Regions from separate parts of the Mus musculus genome. Here region 2 is linked to region 1. A link is a contact called in public Hi-C data. All regions are on one chromosome and are shown on one strand. Each heading gives the region's core, a stretch centred on a gene start, on an enhancer-like site or on the middle of the called end of the contact. The rest is flanking DNA. Distances are from core to core; before and after follow the strand shown. Region 1 holds the start of Sez6l (seizure related 6 homolog like). Region 2 overlaps 2900026A02Rik (RIKEN cDNA 2900026A02 gene).

What was found. Hi-C and Micro-C count contacts between places; a contact is called where the count stands out from the background.
Region 2: a contact with region 1 is called in a Hi-C map of the N1E-115 cell line, with 4 times the contacts expected there. The contact joins the enhancer-like site here to the promoter of Sez6l in region 1. A contact is called at or near these places in 2 of 484 Hi-C or Micro-C datasets (the N1E-115 cell line and cerebellum) and 1 of 9 other capture datasets (embryonic stem cells).

The regions. Positions count from the first base shown.
Region 1 is chr5:112,573,066-112,579,658 of GRCm38.p6, forward strand. Sez6l (seizure related 6 homolog like) reads right to left here and starts at 4,133. Exons shown (of 17, transcript NM_001253916.1): 1 at 3,707-4,133. The coding sequence starts at 3,803.
Region 2 is chr5:113,154,460-113,160,701 of GRCm38.p6, forward strand. The region is part of intron 6 of 2900026A02Rik (RIKEN cDNA 2900026A02 gene); the gene reads right to left. It overlaps Gm42161 (a long non-coding RNA gene), which reads left to right. Exons shown (of 3, transcript XR_003955964.1): 3 at 1-128. Among named protein-coding and RNA genes, the nearest start is that of Gm42161, 12 kb to the left of the region's middle. Within about 2 kb of position 4,677, at least 38 of the 459 cell types and tissues checked have an H3K27ac peak or open chromatin away from gene starts, as enhancers often do. A contact at or near this core is called in the N1E-115 cell line, where this site is marked.

The DNA of each region.
Region 1 (6,593 bases), core at 2,883-5,382:
CTACCAGAGAAAACTCTGCTGACTTTATGAACTTGCACTACCAGCCATGAGAGTTTTATTCATTCATTCATTCATTCATTCATTCATTCATTCATTTGTCACAGTGGCTTGAACAGAGCCAGTCATACCAGAACTCGGCGCACAGGGAGGCTCTCTCATGTCATCTTTCCAATCTGTCATCTTTAGTTGCCATTAACTGTGAACTCTGATTCCTGCTGGTGGGTTCAAAGCCATGCAGCGTGGGGGGTCTGGGAAGGAAAGCTGCCAACCCCCTGTGATATGGAGATTTCCCTCTCTACATGGTGGTGGGCAGGTAAGTAGGGCTGCCTGCTGCCCCTCTTCCCCGACTTTGGCCTAAATTAGTTCAGTATTTATGTGGGCATCTGCTTTGCCCAATTTTGGGAGGCTACTTTCTTGGTACCTGTTCACAGAGGAAGTTTGTTCTTAGGGGAACAGGAAACCACTGCATGTGTGCGAACATATGCCGGTTTCTCTTTACACGAGTTACAGAATCCTATAACCACACTTCTAGGTTGGTCCCATCAGCCCTCCATTCTATTTACGTCCTACAGATGGCAGAATGGAGTACCAGACAAGAAGGTCTCTCTGAAGGTTAAGTGCACCTAATCAATGAATGGACTGAGCTTTTGGGTTGAGGCAACTCTGATTTCCAAACCGTTTTCCTGAACCTTGCTAATTTCCTTCTCATATTCAATCCGACCACTCACCAGAGCAGCCTTGCCTCCGCCCTCGTTTTGCAATTGCCACTATAAGGGAGTCCAAACACTGGCAGAAAAGGGCTAGATGAGGGTCTGAGTTGTAATGACACCTTGCGAGTAAGCATTCTCTGCAAACTTCTCATCTCTGTGTCCCCCCTTTTCACTGTGTGCCAAAAGCTGACAGTAATCTCTCCCTGTGACATAAGGACCAGATACCTCCAGTGGCAGGGAGTGAAGCCAGGTGCACAGACCACCAGGCTGAGAACCATCCTAGCTTTCAACAGGACATACACGTGTCTGCCTCCTTCCTGCCCAGCTGCAGCTTTGAGCGCCCCTCGTGGAGGCATGCAGTATGGGCCTGCCACGCAGCCATCAACTGGCACACAGGAGAGCCTTGTGTATTGCGCTCCTTTGAATGGCTTGCAGGAACGGACTCCTAACCAAAAGTCACAAACCAAATTGTTCGGGAAACATCCTTTTTTATGCCTTGAAAGAAGAAAGAAAGGAAGTCGATATGGTTTCCTAATGACCAGCAGAACTGTGTGAATAAAAGAAGAATCTTTTAAGTTTGTCTCGGGTAGTCCCTGGTGGGGGCAGCCAAAACTCTTTGAAACAGAACGGCACATAGAAAAGCACACTTAAGGCCGACGTAACAACGATACATCTCACCACATGTCAGAGGCTAGGGGAGGCAACAAATTAGAGTCTTACTGAGAGATACTGGATTTGCTTTGTTAATCCAAGGGGAAAAGAAAAGGAACGGCAGGCTTTGCAGTCTCGGCGTGTGCGTGCATTGCTCTCCCATGCATGTCTTAGGCAATAGGGGTCCTCTTAAAAAAGACAAGCTACACTTTATTCCCATCAAAACGGCCCAGAGAATGCACAGCCTGCAACAAGTTCCCACCCCTCACACTGCATGCAGGAAGACAAGTCTGCAACACTGGGCTCCTCTGATGCCTCTCCTCTCTGGTTTGTGGATAAGAGCTGCCGGTTAAAAATAGAATTTATTGCGGAAGATCAATTGTTTCCAAATGGACCATGAGAACTGGCAGTGCCCATGGGCCACCCTGGCTCCCTTCTTATGACTCAGTCAGAACCCCATGGTTAGTAACGAGCCTTTGGATGAAGTGTATCGTGGACTTTAATTTGGCAGTGACCTGAAGTTAATTAAAAATATATGCTCACTAGCCGCGTGGTGTGGAGCAGTTGCAAAATATAAAATGTCTAAAAATTGACATCACAAATGCACACATCCTGCCTTCCCTCCTACACTCTGGCACACACTGAGGAATCAGGATACAGGATCCTGATCTTGGGTGACATTTTCCTATATGCCATTAAGACCCCACCCCATGCCAAGGGTGGTGCCTTAGAGAATGTCAAACTCAGAGGTAGGGCCACTTTAGAAAAGATGGTGAGCCTCTGGGCATCTTTGAGTTCTGCTTGTGGAGTGGCAGGCACACACACACACACACACACACACACACACACACAGATTTAAGAGCTGGGGCAGGGCAATCTGGATTCAGTTCAAGGCCACCACGTTATTGTTGGAAAGAGACAGCTAATTAAGAAAAGGCACGCTGGGTAGAGACCATTGATTTAAACCAAATCTCTTTTCCCATCTTTCCTAGGGAAACTGCCCAGACCTGGTGTAAATTGGAAATACCACTGTCTCACAAGGGGAGGGGGTGTTCTCAATGACATGTTTTGTTAAATAGAGGAGGCAAATCATGCCCATCGCTCCCATTTCTGGGTCCAAGAGATTGGGGATATAATGTCTGATGTATGCTGAGGGTACTCCAGGCCACAACGAAGTGATGGGACCCAGAGCTAGGGCCTGGAGCTGAGAGCTGTCCGGGGCCTCTGGTGCTGAACTCAGGGGCCCAGAATTCCCCGCGGCGAAGCGGCAATGCTTCTCTGTCCTCAGAACTCCAGATCATCAAGAAAACCTCAATTATACAGAACTCCAGATGGACGGGGGTGCTGGGGAGTGGGGTAAGCGCTCCATGCTGTGGTCAGCTCAGGCAGGCTCCAAGCTTTGTTTTGTAAGTTACCACGGGAGGAAACAAGAGTCACACCTTGCCAAGAGAATGAGAGGTTAAGTGATCCAACCCCAATAGCTGACACCGTGGGCTCTCCTGGTGTCTTTAGCTCTGGTGGCTGGGGGTGGGATCAGCTTTGGGTGAGTTATTTGCCTCCCTCTTCTCTTCACCTCAGCATCTCACTGTAACTTCCTGGGACCCTAGCAGGGTGGAGCAAAGGTGTGACTCCAGGCAGGTGAAGGAACCGACAATCTCGACAATCTCCATAAACTCAGACCCCCTTCCCTTCCTAAGCAGCAAGCACGTGGGTTTCACCAGCACCCTCTCTTCACTCCTAATATCGATGAAGCTGTAGAGGGATAAAGGGGGCCAAGCCCCTGGGGTTCTAATATCTCTCTTCTCACCAAGTTCTGGGAGCCTTGAGCTCTCCTCCATCCGAAGAAGCCACACCCAAGTCCAATTTCCTGACACCTGGCTGGGACCTATCCAGGAGACAGCCCCTCCGGATAGTCCGAGACAGCGTGGGATGGTGGGATGGGAGGGAGTCTGGTTCTGGAGACAGGCAGTCAGCTGTCCGCTTCCTATACCTATCCTCTTCCACAGAGCCTGGCAGAATAACCTGGCAGCCAGCCCCGGGTGCAGTTGCAGAGAGCTTCCAGAATCTGAAGGTTTGGAGAGGACCCCACTCCCAAGAGCTTCTCCCGGAAGCGTCTCCAGACTGCAAACGGGAGCCCAGAGACCGACGAAGGACCCGCAGCCTAAGGCGAGAGTCCTTCAGATGCGTCCCCGCCTCCGCGCTCCGGCAGGGACGAGGTGCCCAGCCCGGTATCCGGGCGGTCCCGCGGGTGGCGCGTGTGTTCCCAGACCAGTCGAGACCCCCGACTGCTCGGGTCAGCCGCAACAACTTTACCCTCTTTGGGCCGGGGCCCTCGGGGTGCTTACCTTCCGCCTGAGCTGCCGCGGGGCTCCCCAGAAGGAAGGCGACAAGGAACAGAGAGATCCTGTCGGGTCCCGCGGCTTGTGGCCGTGCCACGGGCATCGTAGCTACGGAGCTGGGGTCGGCGCAGAGAGATCCGTGTGGTCGGTCCAGGCAGAGGGATCCGTGCGGTGGAGTCCGGGCAGAAGGATTCGAGCAGCCGGAATCAGGCAGTGCTATCCAGGGAGAGAGAGAGAGATGGACAGAAGGCTCCAAGCAGCCGGATCCCAGACCGAGGTCCAGACAGACAGAGGGATTGGTGCAGCGGGGTTCAGGCAATGGGATCCAGGCAGAGGGATCTGGGCAGTAGGATCAGGGCAGCGGCTCCTGGCGGACGCGCAGCTCGCCGTGGCTCTGGCCGAGCTGCACCGGGCGCGGGCGACGGACGAGTGAGGAGGAGCCGCGGGCGGCGAGCGAGCGGAGGGCGGGGGCTGGTGCCCGAGCGAGAGAGGGAGCAGGAGAGAGAGAGAGAGCGAACCAGCGAGCGAGCGAGGGAAGTGAGCGCGAGGAGGCGGCCGAGGGCCGTTCCGGGGGCAGCCTGGCCCTTAGGCCCTGAGAAGTTAGTGATATCGCCCGGTCCCGGGTGGGCTCAGGGTCCCTACTCTTTTTGCGGATGCTGGGACGGTCAGACGAGGCGGAAGAGCGCCCGATGTGTCCTTGCGAACCCAGTCGGCGAACAGCCTGACCTGTATCCCCACTATACAGCCCTCTCTGGCCCCTGAGGTCCCCACCCGCATCCACCTTTCCCTCCCCTATCCGCCAAATGCATTGGTGCTTCCACAGAGAGTCCCAGTGACCTAGGAAGCCACACCGACTGCATCCAGGGACATTGTTGGACCAATGCACAGGACCACAGGATCCTCTGTCTGATACCAAGTGGTTCTTCACCCTGGAAACGCCCAGCCACAGACTCCTGGGTCCATGTTATGATTTCAGCTACATTAGCACTCTCAACAGCGCTCTGCAGATCCGCCAGGCTTCCAGAGCCGAAGCCCCGTTTCCCTCCCCCGCCAGTGGAAGCTTTGGTTCCAGGCCCATCCTCTGGCGGCCTCTGTCCAGTTGAGATTCTCTAGCAGCGTGTCTTTCTTCCACAAACAGAGGAGACGGGGCGCAGTGGGTGAGGAAGACAAGAAGCCACTTATAGCCAGGCATTGGCCAAGGGCCAACTGGAAGATACCTCACACCAAGGGAGACAGCTCTCCTTGTTCTGCTGAGTCTCACAGCCCCAGCTGGCTTCCCAGGCCCCTCACCCCAAGTTAGAAGCCCTCCCCTCCCCCACTCCACCTTGCCACTCCGCTCAAGCAGGGAGCAGATGGAAAGAAGGTTGTAGCAATTGGGGGTGGGGGGGGGGATGTCTTTAGCAGAGTGGAGAGACTGGGAATCTCTGAAAACAACGTAGGGGAGGGGAGCATTGGAGGTGGGAGGAGCGAAGGAGGACTATTCTGGTCCTGGTTCCAAATGCCCCTGTCACTCATTTACTCTTGGGATGCTCTTTGCTTGAAGCTCAGATTATCAGGTGATGGAGAGACCCCCAGTTCATATCAGGTCTCAGGAAGTGGGGATTTGAGAAGGACATGCAGAAGACCTGGGTCCTCCTCTAGAGGGCTAGCAGCAGGCCATCCAGTAACCCCTGAGGAATAGAAGCATAAAGCAGGAATACAGAAACATGGAGGAGAGACACAAGTGCCGGCTTCCTCCTTGGAGATGAGGATAGAAAGGCTTGTAAACACCCATGGCTCACCGGACTCTGGTGTGGTCTCTGTTTTAAAGTCATAATGATCGGCAGTGGTAGAAGTGATCGATATCTCCCCTGGATGCCCTCAGAGGGTCAACCTCACCAAAGCCACTCAGCCAGGAAGTGATAAGATGGATGAATTCAAGACCAGGCCTGAGTTGAAAATCAAATCACCCAAACATGATTCTTCCCCTCAACCAAGATGGCTACCTCTGGGGTGAGACTTGGTGGCTCCTCCTGGCTGTTGGTGGCCTCCCCACTTCCAGCACACTGCTGGAAGTCCATCACTGCAGTCATCGATTAGTAAGGGTAGGTGTTGAGAGCATCGGGCAGATGAGTCACCAGAAAGAGCCAGCTGGGGTCAGAGCTGGAACAAAAGTACATGGTTGGGGGAAGATCTTCCCCATTACCAGACCCATTTTAAAGAAGAGCAAACTGAGGTGTGGGGAGGCAAGGCAACATGTTCAATACCATGTATAGTCTGGTTCTGCCCAGGGTTGTGCTCTGTCTACTGCCAGATTATGCTTGGTCTTGGCTTGGGGTCAGAGAAGCCCAGGTTCTGTTCCTGAAGTTGGGGTGAGCCTGTAGGTCTGTTCTCTTTACATGCTGCTGTGGGAGTGACCACCTTTGTGCAGTTAAAAATCAGCCACTGAGGGCAAAGGCTGGAACCTAGCCTCACCTCTGTCTTTGCAGAAGGCCAAGAATAAGTGGCTTGTATTCTCTGGGTTCTAGTTTACTCTTCCAGAGGGGTAGGAATAAAATTAATGCCTGGCATGTGGAGTGACTGAAAATGAGCAACAGTGTCCTTGAGGAGTGACAGGATACACTGTGCATGCTTACAGGATAAGGGAGAGGACCTCAGGGGTAGGTCAAGTCAAATCTTAGTCTGGGGATTGGCCTCAGTCTGAGCAGTTGTTACCAACAGTGCCCAGGACCTACCCTAATGCACGGTCCACCCCAGGTGCTTGTGGTCACAACAGCGAGCAGACAGGAAGCTGGAGCTTCTGACTACTTCTTTGACTTTGTGAGAGTCTTTCTGTGAGCCACCAGCCTCTCTGGAGTTGATCTCTCACTCTATCTATTCACCATCCATCCATCCATCCATCCACCCACCTACC
Region 2 (6,242 bases), core at 3,427-5,926, 580 kb after region 1:
TCCAGCACACAGGGCAGCTGCGCCCCAGCCAGGATCTCCACAGAAAACATGAGGTTCTCCCACCTGCAGAGCGTTTCTTTTGTTTCTGTTTAAAATTCCCTTGCTACATGTATCTATTAGTGAGCACGTGGAAGAGAGAGGCCAACTGGCGGGACTGGTCTCTCCTCCCAGCAGGTGAGTTACAGGGATGGAATTCAGGTTTGGCAGCAAGCACCTTTAGCCATTTCACACACCCTTATTTATTTTGGGGTTTTTTCAAGACAGGATTTCTCTGTATAGTCCCGGCTGTCCTGGAACTCACTATGTAGCCCAAGCTAGCCTTGAACTCACAGAACTCACAGAGATGCCCCCTGTCTCTGCCACTACCACCTAACTCTCATTTTTTATCTCCATAGCAGCATGCTGTATGTATTTATGGAGTCCCGGGTGACACGTCAGTGTAAACGCATAGCACCCAGCAACCCACTCAGATAACGGGTGTTACCCACCTGAGTTGTTCAAATTTCTCTACCAGCTATTTTAAAACGCGCAGGTCACCATTCTTGGCATTGCCTGCCACAAGCTATTCCACCCTCCAGTTGCTCCCCCAGATGGAGAGCCTTCCTCTCCATCTTCTCCCTCAGCAGTGCTAGCAGCCTCCACCCACCTCAGGGAATGGCAATCACTCTAAGCAAACGTTTGACCCTTCCCATCTGCTCCTGAGATGGACAAATCTGACATCTAAAGTGTGGACTCAGAACGCCAATCACAGTGACAGACACGAGATACCCTCTACACTCCCCGCCAGGAACTGTTGTGTCCCTCTGCCCATTACTCTCCCCAGGAAGCTCACACGTGAACAATTGAGAGCTAACCCTATCCTTCGAAAGGTCCAGCCAGCTTATGACCAGGGCGCCCTCTACTGACCAACCTGGGAATTGCTCCTCCAGAAGATCAGCTGGCAGCAACTCCAGCCATGTGGGTCTCATAACCAAGCTTAGGGAATGTATGTAAAGACAGTAGCAGCAGCTCCCATTTATTGAGCACCAACTATGTGCCATATCTTCCCCGCAGATGAGAAGAAAGGCTGAAACACACAGCCTTTGGGGATCGCAAGGCGGGAGGGAGACCTGAACTTGAACCCAGGTCATTGTGCCCACAGAGTACCCCCCTTCACTGGAGCTCTAGAACTTGGAACATGTGCACGGGCTTTAAGGAGACTCTGATTCAAACCTTCAGGCTCAGTAAAGGCAAGCAACTGCTCAGGGCCACACAGCAACTGTTCCCAGAAGTACTCTGGCCATGTAACCACCTTGGACAGCCACAAGACTAACACATCCTTTGGAACATCTCCAGGCCTAGAACATCTGAAACCCAGGGAAACAGCAGGGGCTAAGTCCTGGAGGCTCTGCCTGAGAGGACAGCTCCCATGGCACAAAGTGTCCAATATCATGGTAACATATGGAGTCCTTCTGGGGACCAGGAGATGTCCTTCCAGGCTCAGGGGCCACCAGCAACCCAAAGTCTATCTCCACCTTTCTGTGTCTGTATGACAAATGCTAGAGACATGCACAACAAGTAGGATAGGGGTCATGCTATGCTTGGGGCACAGCAGGCCGAGTCTGGAACATGGGCTAGGAGTGCAGCTGGAGGCTAGACCACTGGATGAGTGTGAATCCAACATGCGCACCTGGGCGACGTGGGCATGAGACTGTCACAGAGAGAGAAGGAGCAACCAGTGTAGGTGGCTGAATCCGGGCTATAGCCACTGGCAGATCTGTCCTGATTAAAAGGCTCTGGGTGCCTCTTCCTAGGATTGGATACCATGGGAAGGATGCGCAAGGGGTGGGAGCCTCAGAGCAGGGTCCACTGCTTTTACTTCAAGGATACTGAATGTCCAGGGGCCCCTTGTGGTCTCCCTGACTGTCTTAGTTTGGCCTGGGGTCTCCCCACAACCTCCTGTCTCCTTGCATGGCAGCCAGACTTCCTTTCAAAGCCCAAACTGTATATAGTTCAGTACTGAGTGTTCTCCCCTGAGGCTCCAGTGACCTCAAGGTCCTAGCAATGCCCTCAAAGTGGCTACACACCAAGCATCTCCTGGCTAACCTGCCGACTCCCTCCCATCACCAGCTCTGGGTTAACCTCAGTCTTTCCTTTCAAACAGGCCCTTCGTAGGGCTTCATTTCCTCCCAGCCTTGCCCGCTGCCCTCTTCCCTTCATACCTTCTCAGGAGGCTCCCCTGGCCCAGCCCAGTCATCCCCAGCTGAGTATCCTGCCTTCTGCCTTCCTTTCCACAGCACACCCCACCTGCTGACACAACTTCCTCAAGTCTGTGACTTGGCTCAACTCCCCACTGGCTGAAGTAGACCATCCTGCTGGCTGAGGGAGCCCGCACACAGAGTACAAGGTGGCACTGACACTATCCTAAGAATCTCACACTGGCATGGACTAACACTTACCCAGCACCCACTGTGACTGCTAACACTTACCCAGCACCCACTGTGACTGCTATCATTTACCCAGCACCCACTGTGCACAGGGCCTTGTTTGTACCACCTCACCAGCTCCTCAGGAAGCCCAAGAGGAAGCTGAGGTACTAACCCCATTCTACAGATAACACCACTGAGGTTCTAGAGATGAAGGGTGGGCCGAGGCCCCTGTGGTGCACTAAGAAGTGAACCAGCCAGGACCAAAAGCCTGAGACCCAGACTTGAAAACCCACACTCTAGCCAATCTGAAAACCTCAGTGACTCACGTCCTGTGGCTTAAACCTCTGTGCAGGGCTAGGACTGGAAATAGCCAGTTCTTCCATTTCAGCCACAGACCTCAGTGAGCAAGGCTAAACCGGGGCCTTAGCAGGGTAAGAAGTGAGACCCAGAACCTCGACCAGGGCCACGGCAGAAGCAGCAACATGTTCCAGGGTTGTCAGCAAGCAGCAGGCAGCCCTTGGCCATCTGTGACTCAAATGCATGGACAGTGCTCACATCTCCTGAGCACCCACTGAGCAGCGTGGCCATGACGGAGGTGACCTTCCACACATGGCCCTTCCAGCATGGTGGAACGGCACAGTCACCAAATTTAACTTTTTTTTATACCTCCCTGGTTCAAACCCCAGCTCAGCCTCTCCCTGAATATTAAGGAGTTACTGGATCTCCCAGAGCCTCAGTTTCTCCATGTATTTAATAACAATGACAGCATCCACTTTAGGGCTGTTGTGAGCACTGATGAATCACATGTGGAGACCATGGGGGGGGGCGTCTTGCAGGCTTCTCTGAGACTGTTATTACCGACGTCATCACCAGGAAGAGGCCACAGGCTGCAGAGGGCCATGGCTAAGCAAACACTTCACAAGAATGCCGGGGGATTGCGGGGGGGGAGGACGGGGGGGGGGGATGAGAGCCAAGCCAGCTACATTTAGACATTTTCCATCGAAAGAACAAGCTCTGCTAGTGGGGTGGAATGTGGACAGGCCAAACTTGGCCACCACAGTGGGAAGCGGGCAGCTTGTCCCCAGCATTCCACAGACAGTGACCCCGCCCGCCCCCCAGACCAGGCACGGCCCTTGCAGCATGGGCTGCCTTGGTTTCCCTATTATGTGTTGTGTTCCTACTGTCCTGGGCTCCCACCATGCAGCTCTGTGGGCCTACAGCTTCCTGAGCAAGCTGAGGGACCCACTGAGGACCATCCCCAGGCCTCACCGCAAGCTGGATAGGTCAGGAATAGTGAGAGGTGTGTGGGGGGTGGGGGTAGGGGGGTGTTCCATCTCTTCCAAAGTGCATCTGAACACGGCTGTTCCCCAAAGCCCAGCCCCTAACCAGTCCTACAATTGCTAGCCCAAGCCACAGACAAGGAAGCAGAAATTCAGAGCAGTTGTGTGACTTCCCCGTCAGGAATGGCTAGAGCCACATTGCAGGCCAGGCCTTCTTCCCACCAACACCCAGGGGGTCCCTGGTGCCATCTACGTCATCCTGAAAGCTTATGCACTCCATATGGGCTTCACCAGAGCTTGCCACGCCACCTTAACCCTGGCAGCCTCTGAGTTCCCATTCAGTGCCTAGAAGTGGTTGAAATGGGACCAGGGCTTTACATACTGACTCTGACACGTCCCAGTGGGGGCCTTGAATAAGATACCAAACCTCACAGGCTTCAGTTCCCCTCAGCTGCAAAATGCAGGTACTGCAGAGATCTGCTCACAGTGGCTAGGGTGGGGATGGCCTGAGTTGCCCACGAGACCCATGAGGTTCGTGCCAGGAGACTTCGAAAGGGCTCAGAAGAACAGCAGGGGCTACAGCGTCCAGTCAGACGCCCAGCAGCAGACACACGGACCCAAGGAGGGTCTGTCTACCTGGCTTATCTCATCAGCAAGATTAAGTGACTCCAAAGAGCCCCAGAAGAGGAAGCCACCAGCTCTGGTTACTAATGACAGGGTGACAGAAACTCAATCCCCTCCCACTTCCCAGCTGATGCAGGGCAGGCCCAGGAGCTGGGGGTGGGGGGTGGGGGTGGGGGTGGGGGCCTCATCTCCGGGGCTGTGTGCAAGACCAGGCTGTAGGCAGGAAGCTACCCACAGGCAGACAGCCCCACAGCCCTACAAATGGCCCCTTTGCAGACATCTGCCATAGCCACTCCTGGCCAGGCCACCCGGGGACCTGAGGAAGACTGAGAAATCTTGAGAAAGATCTGAGAGTGCTGAGGTTAAAGGGCACGGGGAACACCAGAGAGCAAAATCCTGCTCAAGCTGGAAGGACTGGACTGGGTGATTAATCAAGGCCGAGGACAGGAGGGAGCACGGCCATCAGACCCTGCGCTTACTTACTGAGATGTCTGTCTGTGGTACCAGGATGGAACCCAGGCCTCATGGATGTTGGGCACGAGCTCTTCTCCTGAGCCAAATCCACAACCCTCTCCTCCACATTTTCAGTTTTGAGACAGAAACTGAGTTACTGAGGCTTGAACTCACTCTGTGGCCCCAGCAAGCCTTGAACTTTTGATCCTCCTGCCTCAGCCTCCTGAGAGGCAGGGATGACACAGGCTCACCCCCCCCCCTCCCGGCCTAACACGAGCACTTTAAAGATGTGACTGCCCATGTCAGTGAGCACACACAAGAGCATGTGAGCTCACAACCAGGACTCACTTGGTCAGTGGGCGGTTGTGAGGCCCTGTTGTGGATTCCCACATAAAACAGTAAACAGTAAAGTGCAGACTGGGATCCTGCTAGAGATGCCATGGGGAAACATAGCCTTTGAATGGAGCAGTCCTCCCATGAGTCCTCCCTTCAGCTTCCCAGGAGTCCTCCCCTCAGCTACCCTTGAGTCCTCCCTTCAGCTACCCATGAGTCAATCCTCCCCTATCTTCATTGATGAGTCCTCCCCTCAGCATTTCCCTTGATGTGTTGGTCATGACTGGTCCTGATGGTGCTAAGGGATTGGAAGGAGGCTGCCCCACCTTGTACAGCATCGAGCAGCACCCTTGGCCTCTATCCACAACATACCACAAGTACCAGTCCCCACCCTCCACCCCCAGTTAAGGCAACCAAAAATATCTCCAGACAGACTGTCAAGCATCCCCAGGAGGGCAAGTTAGGCCTCCCAGAGCTCAGAATCCAGTCTGGAGTTTCACAGCAGTGAGCTCATACAGATGATCCCCTGCTTGCTTGGAAGGGGACAGAGGGAATAGAGGGAGCTATGTCATGTAGCTCAGGCTGGCCTCTAACTTGCTATGTACCTGAGGATGACTTTGAACTCCTAATCCTCCTGTCCTCCCCAGCTGAGCTCAGGGGTGCGTGTCACCAAGGCCACATACGGCTTGTACAGTGCTGGGGAGGGAACCCAGAGCTGACTGCACGTGTGCCAGACAAGCCAGCTGAGTCCCTTCCCAGTCCTTCCAACTACTGACTTGTTTTATGTTTATGTGTGTGTGTGTGTGCACACGAGCGCACATTGTGTGTGCATTGCATTGTGGATGGAAGCCAGACGATGGTGAAGGATCCTTTGGAACTGGAGTTACAGATGGTGGTGAGCCTCCCTCCATGTGGGGCTTCCGAGGGAGCAGCCAGTGCTCGCCAGCCCCTGTGTTCCAGTTCTCTGCCGGAAGGCTGCACCTCGGTGTTCCCGGACGCCTCCTCTGTGCACACAGCAATGCTGAGCATTAAATGCTGAGCAGCTATCCTCTCTCTGGGCATGCACACAAAGGAAATGACTCCCATGCTCCACAGGAGACCACACATGCCTCCTTGCTCATCAAAGCGAGAGAGGTCACAGCCA